3 separate regions of the Gossypium hirsutum genome follow, and all the other regions are linked to region 2. A link is a contact called in public Hi-C data. All regions are on one chromosome and are shown on one strand. Each heading gives the region's core, a stretch centred on a gene start, on an enhancer-like site or on the middle of the called end of the contact. The rest is flanking DNA. Distances are from core to core; before and after follow the strand shown.

What was found. A called contact is a pair of places that touch in the nucleus more often than the background predicts.
Region 1: a contact with region 2 is called in a Hi-C map of leaf, with 4 times the contacts expected there. The contact joins the enhancer-like site here to the promoter of LOC107896881 in region 2. A contact is called at or near these places in 7 of 34 Hi-C or Micro-C datasets (callus, hypocotyl, leaf and 2 more).
Region 3: a contact with region 2 is called in a Hi-C map of leaf, with 2.2 times the contacts expected there. The contact joins the promoter of LOC107896858 here to the promoter of LOC107896881 in region 2. A contact is called at or near these places in 8 of 34 Hi-C or Micro-C datasets (hypocotyl, leaf, petal and 1 more).

The regions. Positions count from the first base shown.
Region 1 is chrA10:89,452,309-89,455,415 of Gossypium_hirsutum_v2.1, reverse strand. No RefSeq gene overlaps it. Among protein-coding and RNA genes, the nearest start is that of LOC121208361, 5.1 kb to the left of the region's middle. Within about 2 kb of position 1,450, at least 5 of the 9 cell types and tissues checked have an H3K27ac peak or open chromatin away from gene starts, as enhancers often do. A contact at or near this core is called in leaf, where this site is marked.
Region 2 is chrA10:89,075,562-89,078,818 of Gossypium_hirsutum_v2.1, reverse strand. It overlaps LOC107896881 (probable serine/threonine-protein kinase PBL7), which reads right to left and starts at 1,685. Exons shown (of 6, transcript XM_016822178.2): 1 at 1,225-1,685; 2 at 488-726; 3 at 123-258. The coding sequence starts at 1,408. LOC107896880 (a long non-coding RNA gene) reads left to right here and starts at 2,415. Exons shown (of 2, transcript XR_005903348.1): 1 at 2,415-3,169.
Region 3 is chrA10:88,770,887-88,774,207 of Gossypium_hirsutum_v2.1, reverse strand. It overlaps LOC107896858, which reads right to left and starts at 2,006. Exons shown (of 5, transcript XM_016822153.2): 1 at 1,717-2,006; 2 at 253-421. The coding sequence starts at 348.

The DNA of each region.
Region 1 (3,107 bases), core at 201-2,700, 380 kb before region 2:
AAATTATAAAGAGACCTAAAATAAAATAAAAAAATCATTTTAGGGTGAATCGGGATCTCTGCCAGTCGCCGGCTTCACCACTGTGCATAAGGATATTTATTTATTTATTTATTATGTTTTAATATGAGTTAGTAATAAATTAATTTCAATAGATTATTTTTGGTAACTCTCATGATTTGTTTTAAAAAATGAGAAGAAAATATTTTAAAAATCTTATTTTTTATTAATGTTTTTATTTATCTTTCTAATTTCAAGTTTAAATTTATATAAATTATTTTTTATTTAATGTCTAATTATATAATACATATTATGACACAGTTTTAATCATTTCTCTAATGCCAAAAGGAGACAAAATTTCACATCTTTTTATGATAATATTAGTTAGAATCTTGAAATTAATATTATAAATAGGGTAATTACAAATCTTGGCATACGAAATAAAAGATAGATAACTATGATTTTAAGTCAGATTTGATAAACCCCATCACTTTCATCTAAATTTTAGAGATTTGAAGTCTGTTTATTTCTTGACAAGTTGTTCAAAGGTTTGCTCAACAAATCAATTTATATCACAATTTTTTTTTTAAACAGTTAGCTGTTAAACAAGCATCTCTGGGGAGCACTTTTTGTTGATTAAACCGCTGAAGAAGGAAGGAAAAATTTAGAAAGCTTTGATCTGTTTTTCTATAGAAACCATGTTATATAACCTTTAAGTTTTCTAGAGTATTTGTATTTGTTCGTATACAAATATTCAAATATAAGTATAATGTAATATTATTTAAATAAATTAAAATTTTTTAAAACAATTGCATATACTTATCGAACTAATCTTTCAGCATTAACATATACAACCTAAGAGAACCAGGCTGCTTTATTCAAAACCTATCCATTGTCATTGATATAATTCAGTCAATGTGCTAGCCTTCACCAAGAAGCATAGAGCAAATATATAGTCTATAAGTTATATTAGACGTCTCCCAATGCTAGTCTTTATCTAGCCTAAGTTTACTGGCACCTTAATTGAAAGCTTCAACTTAATGGAAAAAGGGGAAATGAATGCAACAAAAATATAATATTCAAGTCTCATATTTACTCCATTTCTGATTCTCTTGGACACAAGACATATTTATATGGATATCAGACTTAAGTCTCTGAGGCAAACTGATAATATTAAAGAAAAAATCTGCAAGAAGCATTGGTTCACGTTTCTTGCTTAAAAATCTTATCTACAATACATTTTCTTCATGTTCTTGTCAATTAAATTAGCTTAACTTTTCAAATGTTCCACCCATTTTGACGACTTCATCATGTTTCTATCTAAATTATTTTTGAAATTACATTTGTATTATTTATTGAAAAAGCTTTCAAAGGGGAGGCTATTGAAGCCTTGACGGATCAGGGTCAAGAAGATTTAATTACTATGGGCTCAGTATTGGTATTGGATCAGAATAAAGGGCTAGAAACACAAATAGTTGAGGGCAATGAAATGGACTTAAATGAGAAAGAAATGCAGATTCCAATCAATGAAGGGAACCCAAAGTTAAATCAAAATTCAACATTTTTATAAGAAATAGAGGAACCAAGGGATCGGGTTGCAGCATCTGAACTTGAAGAGGAACTTTTCCAAATAAGACAAAACAAAAGAAATAAGAAAGTGTTGAATGAGAGAATTAGATTTATGCAGAAGATTCAGGATACAGTGCTCACAACAAAAGAAAAGCTGAAGAGAGATAGGGGAATGAGAAAATTAAAGGGAAATGGGGATTCCAGGAACGACGAAAGCATAGCAAACCTATCGTTATCGGACTCAGACATCAGTAACAGAAGAAAAGTCATTGTTAAAGAAGCGAAGAAGACGTGGGAGGTGGGGAAAAAATTGGGGTTTAGTGTCCAAGGCGATGAGGAGATAGTAATCGAAGAGATAATGAGGATTGAAGGGCAGCAATAGGGAGCTATCAAAGACAGAGGGAGGAGGAATTCAGGATAATTGGTGAGTGGCTGGTTTACTGGATTTTACTTTATTTAATTAGTTCGATTGGAAATATGAGATTTGTCTCCTGGAATATCAAAGGGTTGGGGCCTGTAGCTAAAATAGAAGCTGTCAATAGATTAGTGAGAAAGACTATGGCAAATGTCTGCTTCCTTCAAGAAACTAAGTTAGAAATGGTGTCAATGGATTTAGTTAGAAAATTTTGGGGCGATGACTATTTTGAATTTAAATTTGCAGCTGCAATAGAAAGGTAAGGAGGATTGATAACAATATGGGATAAAGGTATGTTTACAACCAATATGGAGTTTAGTGGGAACAAATTTATTGTAATTGAAGGAAAGTAGGTGTGTGAAAGGATGAAGGCAGTATTGATTAATGTATATGCTCCTAACAATCTGTCAGATCAAAAAATTCTTTGGGAAGATCTATATGGGTTTAGAAGTAAATTTAGTAATGCATGGATAGTAGGTGGGGATTTTAACATGGTGAGAAATAGAAGTGAACGAATCATCTGTTCGGGCATAAAGAAGGGGTCAAAGGAGTTTGGTGACTTTATTGATAGATGTAAATTGGAAGATTTGCCGTTATTGGGGAAAAAGTTCACATGGATTGGTCCGGACAATAGACGTAGTAGACTTGATAGATTTTTACTAGAGGAAGAATGGTTGGTTCAATTGAAAGACTTACAACAGCAAGGACTAAACAGAACGATATCGGATCACATACTAGTTTTGTTGGTAAATGAAACAATCGACTGAGGACCAAGACCTTTCAAGTTAGTTAATGCATGGTTTAAAAAGCAAGATTGTAGGAGACTAATTGAGAATGAATGGTCGGGAATGGGTAGTTTAAAAGGGCAAATGGCAGTAAAACTCAAGGGAGTTCTCAAGAAATGGAATGTGGGTGCTAGCAATGTTTTGGAAAAAAGAATTATAGAAAGCGAAGATAGGATAAAGGAGATTGATGAAGCTAGCGAACATAGAATGTTGACCGAGCAAGAAATGAAGGAATTAAAAAATTTGAATGTCGAACTTTGGGAAGCAATTAAATTTAAAGAATTTATTTGGCGTCAAAAATCAAGGATGACATGGTTAAAAGAAGGGAATGCTAATTGTGC
Region 2 (3,257 bases), core at 436-2,935:
AATACCACCCAGCTTTTATATGCGAAGATAAATCTTGATTGGAATAATAAAAAAAGCTTAATTAACAGCTCATGCACATTGAAATTTTAATAAACAAAGGCTACTACTAAGTACTAGCTTACCATTAATGGGATACAGATGTTCCTGCAGACCACCATTTGCCATAAACTCATAAACAAGCAGTTTACGACTACTATTTGAGCAATACCCAATCAAATCCAACAAATATGGAGAACGTAGACGTTTCAGCAGTTCCACCTACAATTGTGTATGGTCAATCAATTAGTATAAAATCAACTTAAAATAAAAGGAAAGTTAACATAAATGATATCATCACTTTATTAACTCATTTTATCCATTTTTTCCAGAAGAAATATAAAGAATTAGGTAAACAGAATGTATATTGTCGACGGGTTAGCATGGCACATTTGAAATACAGATATCAGAACACCAGAAAAGTACACTTAGAACAGTATTCATAGCAGACCTCCATTTTAAATTCTTCTTCTCCTTGCTTCCCTGCCTGATCCATTAACTTCACAGCAACTTTTCTGCCATTACTAAGCACTCCCCTGTACACGGACCCGAACCCGCCATGGCCAACCACATTAGACTTGCTGAAACCACCAGTGGCTGAATGTAACTGCTTAAAAGTAAAGACATGAAGCCCTTCGTCCGTAGCAACTTCAAGATCGGTACAGCAAGCTTTGTCCTTAGAATCAACCACTTCAGAGACAAAAGACCAGCAATACATCAAGTTGCATAAAAGGGAACATTAGGAACCGAGTCATGCTAAAGCAACAAGCTCACTTTATTGATGATTACTTATACTACAGGCCCTGACTACAAACCATCATAAGTCCGAGTCCCCAAAGACCCAAAATAATCATTGTCAAAAGGGTATAATCAACTTACCATCTTTTGGGAAGTACTTCATCGCGGGTACGAAATTAAAAAACCAAATAAAGGTAAAAAGAACTATATAAGAAACAGAACAAGATGAATCAAATATATTTTTCCACCTTTTTTTGACAGGAAAAAGAGGGAAGAACAAAAGATGAACTAGTCCTTATGAATAGTACACAAAGGGAATGCATTTTCCCCAATAATCTTCCTATATTCACATCTACTACACCGTCATCATAACCAACATAAATATACAAGAAAATGAAAGCAGAGAAAAGAAAATAGTGTAGTTTATTTAAAATATTATGTAGACAGTACCAGTAGAGTGGGATTTGGAGCGCTTAGAGAGGACCTTGTTACGAATATAACAATAGTAGCTAAAAGCCACTAAAAGCGAAGCAACAGCCACTGAAGCAAGCACTACAATGGCTACCAATGCAATGCGTTCTTTCCTCCTATAATACGAATATGAAAACTCAGGATCTTCCCCTCCTTTCTCCATTTTTGTTCTCCTTTTTCCCTTTGAAACCTAGCTCGCCTCCGACTATAAGAAAATGCTGGTCTTATTTGAACTTGGAGATTCCCCCCCCCCTCTCTCTCTCGCCTTTCTTCTCGCTGTGTCAGACACCAGGGTCAGTGAGTTTTACTTTACTGTTTTTTTCTTCTCCGACTAGCGCGCACACAAAGAACTTTTCCTTTTAGTCCTTTCCTTTTCTCTGCATTTGCATTTCCTACCTCAACTTAAATCATACTTTTCAAGATTACCACATATATAAAGTTAAATATTTATATTTGATGCACCCGTACTTATTTATATATGTATACTTCACCATTCAATCATACGATACCACTATTACTGACAGTACGTTTGGGTGGGCATGAATAGCCAACCCATTTCGATTCTAGGGAAATGATTATTTCGTAATTTGGTTTAATGAATTCCTTATTCAGTTGAATTAGAATCTTTGACAACGAATGACTATTTCACTCAATAATGAATAACATATAATTCAAGAGAAATTCTATCAAACTTGAATTGGTTTTTTCAACATCATTCTCGCAATTGGGGTTTTGAGCCTTTAAATTCTAGAAGTCAACAACTAACCAAAATGAAGGATTGGAGCGATGGAAGCTAAAGAGATAAAGTAATATTAAAATAAAATGGTAGGTTTTTAATAATATTTTTAAATATTTAAATATAATAAAATAATTTTTAAATATGATTTTTATATTTATTTGTAAGTTTAATAAACTAAATATATTGTTAAATAATTTTTTTATTATTAAATATAAAATGTTAAATTATTTATTTTCAAATATTATTTTTGACATAATATTTATAATGTTATTCAGAAATAAATCATATTTTTATAAATAATATATTATACTATTAAATATATTTATAATATATATTAATAAATTATAATATTAAAATTTTCTACATATATTATTTTTATTATTTTTCTGAATTATATTAATGAATTTTTTTGAAAGAATTCAGACTGGGCTGTATACTGAATAAAATAAAAGTACATAGTAAAAGTCCAAAAGCAAAAGAGAAAACCAATCAGCACCTAAACAAGACACGGCCTGAAACTAAAAAGGCTCAAAAACTAATTAGAAAATATCTAGATATTTATCAAACAGTCAAAAATTATAGATTGATGAACCTAATTAATGCCCAGTCAGATCATACTGTAAACCGTCGTATCATCAGAGTACCTTTCAATTTTCTTTTGACGATTCAGCTTTTAGGAAAGTTTATCCTTTCAAAAACCATTTCTCCGACTTTCCTTTACTTTCCTTTCATTTCTCTGTTTCCCCTCTGTTATCAATCTGGCTCTCGTCTCTGATCCATTCTTTGTTGAATCTCAGCATACACCGGAACCCCCATTTCCAGGTACGTCTCCTCCTTCCTTCTTAAAGTTTCCGTTGTTATTACATGCGCAAGGTTGTTTGCAGATCTTATTGTACGTTTGAAAAAGAAGCTTCTCGATCTGTTAATGTTTTGTTGTATATCGTGTATATAAGCTCCTATATGTGAACGATCTTGACTTTTGGTTGTGCATTTTTTGATTATCGTGAGGGAGTCGCTTTCTATTATCACCTTCGGCCATTGTTGTCCCACTCCTACTTTGACCGCTTTTCTACACGCTATTGCTTCGGCTGCAAATGCGGAAGATACCCCGTGGTTGATCTCTGAGTAGGAAAGAAGGACAAGCCTTTCCTCGTCTCTGACCACAACCCCTGAGGCAGATTTATGGTGAGTCGCATCATACTCACCATCAAAATTTATTTTAACGAATTCGCGATGTGGGTAGCTCCACTTTCTTGTTTCCTTTCCCTTAATT
Region 3 (3,321 bases), core at 757-3,256, 300 kb after region 2:
AGGAAGGCTCTATACAGATACAAGTTAACTGAAATAAGAAGCCCAAACATAGTAATACATAATTTTGCAAGAAAGCCGTGCCAAAGACAGTTACTTATATGGAACACAGCAAAAACAAGGGAAAAAGATCAAATGCTGAGAAGGTGTGACAACATTCTACCAGGGTTCTCATGAATTGAACACATAGAGCCTCCTTTGGACATGAAAAAGGTTGGGGAAGATACAAGAGAAAGATTATCGAATGGAGCATACCTGGTACATAATTTCTTCTGCCTCTAGGCACATGGCTTCAAATTTCTGATATACATGACCAACCCAAGTTATTCCTTTTAAATCCATAATGACCATCAATCAACCTTAGCAGAACAGCAGTTGGATTTCTTCCACTGTCTTCTGTTTGCAATTACCTCTAAACACTTATCTGAACATAAGTAGATTTAAATTACTAATCTCTTACAAGAACAGAACCAACATTTTAGGAAGCTCAGTTTAGACACACACGCATATCATAGCCCAACAGGGAAATGCTAAATAACTTAAATTAGTATAATTAGATTTAGTAATTGCATTCAAATGATGCCAACTCTGACAAAAAGGAAAGAGTTAATCGGAGAAGGCCCTTAATCTAATTGCTCACCTAGGTGACCTATTTGAATGAACAAGGCCTTATACTACTACATTTAAAAAAAAAAAATCATTTAACGCCAAGACATACAAAAAATCACTGTCTGAATCTTATATAACTTACATTAGTCTCTTCGGAGGCCACCATGTGGTCTCCTCTCATGCTCAAACAACATCAAAGTTGAGCCAAAATTTATAATTTAAAAGGTAAGCAAAACAGAAAAAATCATGGAATCTTCATTGATACTCAAATTGTCCTAATTTCCGGTCTTCATTCTGCCAAGCCTCTACTAGATGCATAAACTTGTTAAGTTTTAACCAAAAGACACAAAACATGAATCACAGGAAAAGGTAGAAGACTTTTTTTGGTGGAACCAAGGTATCTTTCATGTCTGTTTTATGGTCCATAGAAACTAATCCCACTGTTTTCTAAACCAGACCAGTTAGATTGGGAACTGGCTGGGGTAATGGTCGAAAAAGGGGGTTGGACTCGTTGACCCACAAACCGGTTGTTTTTCCTATTTTTTAATTTTTTATTCAATTGAACCTGATAAACTGGTCAGACCAAGAACCGGTGGTATGACCGGTTCGATCACTGGCCCAGTTCTGAAAACCTTGACTAATTCATGGATGATCAGTGCAATGTGAGTTGGTAAAGTGGGAGACACTTGAGGAACACCCAGGATTCCAATACCAGGAAACATGTATACTATGAAACATCAATTCTATAGATGCAATCAATGGTAAAAATGGCACATATAGTAAAAAAAATTATACATAACAAACCCTAGAAAGATCAACAGAGTTTAGAATCAATAATTTGAAGCGAACAAATTACTGTTTTAAGCACAAAAAGCCCATTAAAGCATTAACAGCTTCAGCTAAAATTACATAATTCGACGCCATACCATACACTAAACTAAAACGAAAGATCATTTTAATCCAAAATGATAATAAGTTTAAGTTAGCAGGCAAGCCAAAGAACATTAAAACCAGAAGCAAGACAAAAAAATAAAATACCCAGGAAAAGAAGCAAACCCAAAAATACAAAACAGAAACCCTTGATGGAAATTAATTAGATAGTGAACATACGTATAGAAGGCGAGAGAGAGTTTTATCTGAAATCCCCCTTCCAGTTTCCTCTTAAAACAATGGATTGAAGGTAGAGAAGATGGAAGAAAGCAGAAGCTAAATGATTGCTGAGCGGGAAAGTTAAATGGATTACGTTGTGTGGTCGGGAATCATAAACACCCAAGCCAATATATTTTGTTTGTTTTATTGTTTAAAGCTTTGGGTTGAAGGAAAATGGAAGAAAGGCAGGGGAAGTGGAGAGAGTTTTGATCACATGTTATTTAGTTATTGGTAGAAGCGTGTCCGTTCCGTCCTCTCAAAACCATAAAACTAAGGTTTACTAATGCCAATTGTGGGCCCATCCCCAAAAATATGTCTCCTTTTTCTTTAATGCTTCATGGTGAGAGTTGAGAGGGACGTATTGTAGACCTCTCCATTTTCGTTCCACCTGTTATAACATTTTTTAATTATTTTAAAATTAGAAATTGACTTTTTTCTCTTAAAAAAAATTCATTTATATGGATGATTTGACTTTTTCCATTTTTTTATTACACCTTCAAAAAGGTTAAATTGCTTCATAACCTTTTCTTATTTACTATTTTATTTTGCTCCCGTCAACACAGAAGTTTATTAGCAATTAGTCCAAAAAGTTTTTTTTACCAAAAATTATTTTTATAAAAAGTCAATTAAAACTGAAAATAAATTTTCTTTTCTTTTCAAAAAATAATTCTTTTTGTTAAATTATTTTTCAAAATTTTATTCTAACTGGAATAAAATAATTTGAAAAAATATATTTTTTAATATAAATAAATCAAATTTATTTTCAGTTGGAATCAAATTTTTTACAAAAAATATTTTCAGTTGGAATCAAATTTTTTACAAAAAATATTTTTTTGTAGAAAAAATTTTTTGGACTAACTGGTAATAGGCTTCTCTATTTTTTGAGTTGAAGGAGAATAAAAGAAAATAGAAAATAAGAAGGGGTTATGAAGCAATTTAACCCTAAAAGCTTTTTTTAGCAATCAATTAAAATGGAAAATTTCCATATTAAGTCCCTAAATATTTTAGGTCATCACATTTCAATCATGTGCCGCCAATTTGTCAAGCGGCACTAGCAGAACACTGTAGCAAACATACTATTTTGGTAAATAATCTCATGGACATACTATTTAAGCTATTAATTATTATTATTTTATATTATTGAAGTAAAAAAGCTAGATTTATATTTTTTTTATAAAATTATTAAAATTTTAATAGTTTTTAAATAATTTGCTATAAAAAATTATAATTTTTTTAAAAAAACTACATCCATGATGAATATAGATAACCTTTGTCCATGTTCAAATGAACATGGACAACCATTTGTCTAGGTTCATCTTAGATATTTTTTAAATAATTATTAAAATATATTTATTTTTGAGATTTTTTTAATTTTTAAATATTTGTTGATGTGATAAAATATGGCACACCAAATATCGTTACCCGGTTGTTTCACTAGTTACGTCATCGCTTAAAAGTAGAAATGCATGGAATTTTTAATAGAATGGCCAAGTTGCTCTTTGATCTAAATTACAAAGACTAATTTGCTCATTTTTTTGAATAGAGGGGGCAAAATGTAATCCGACT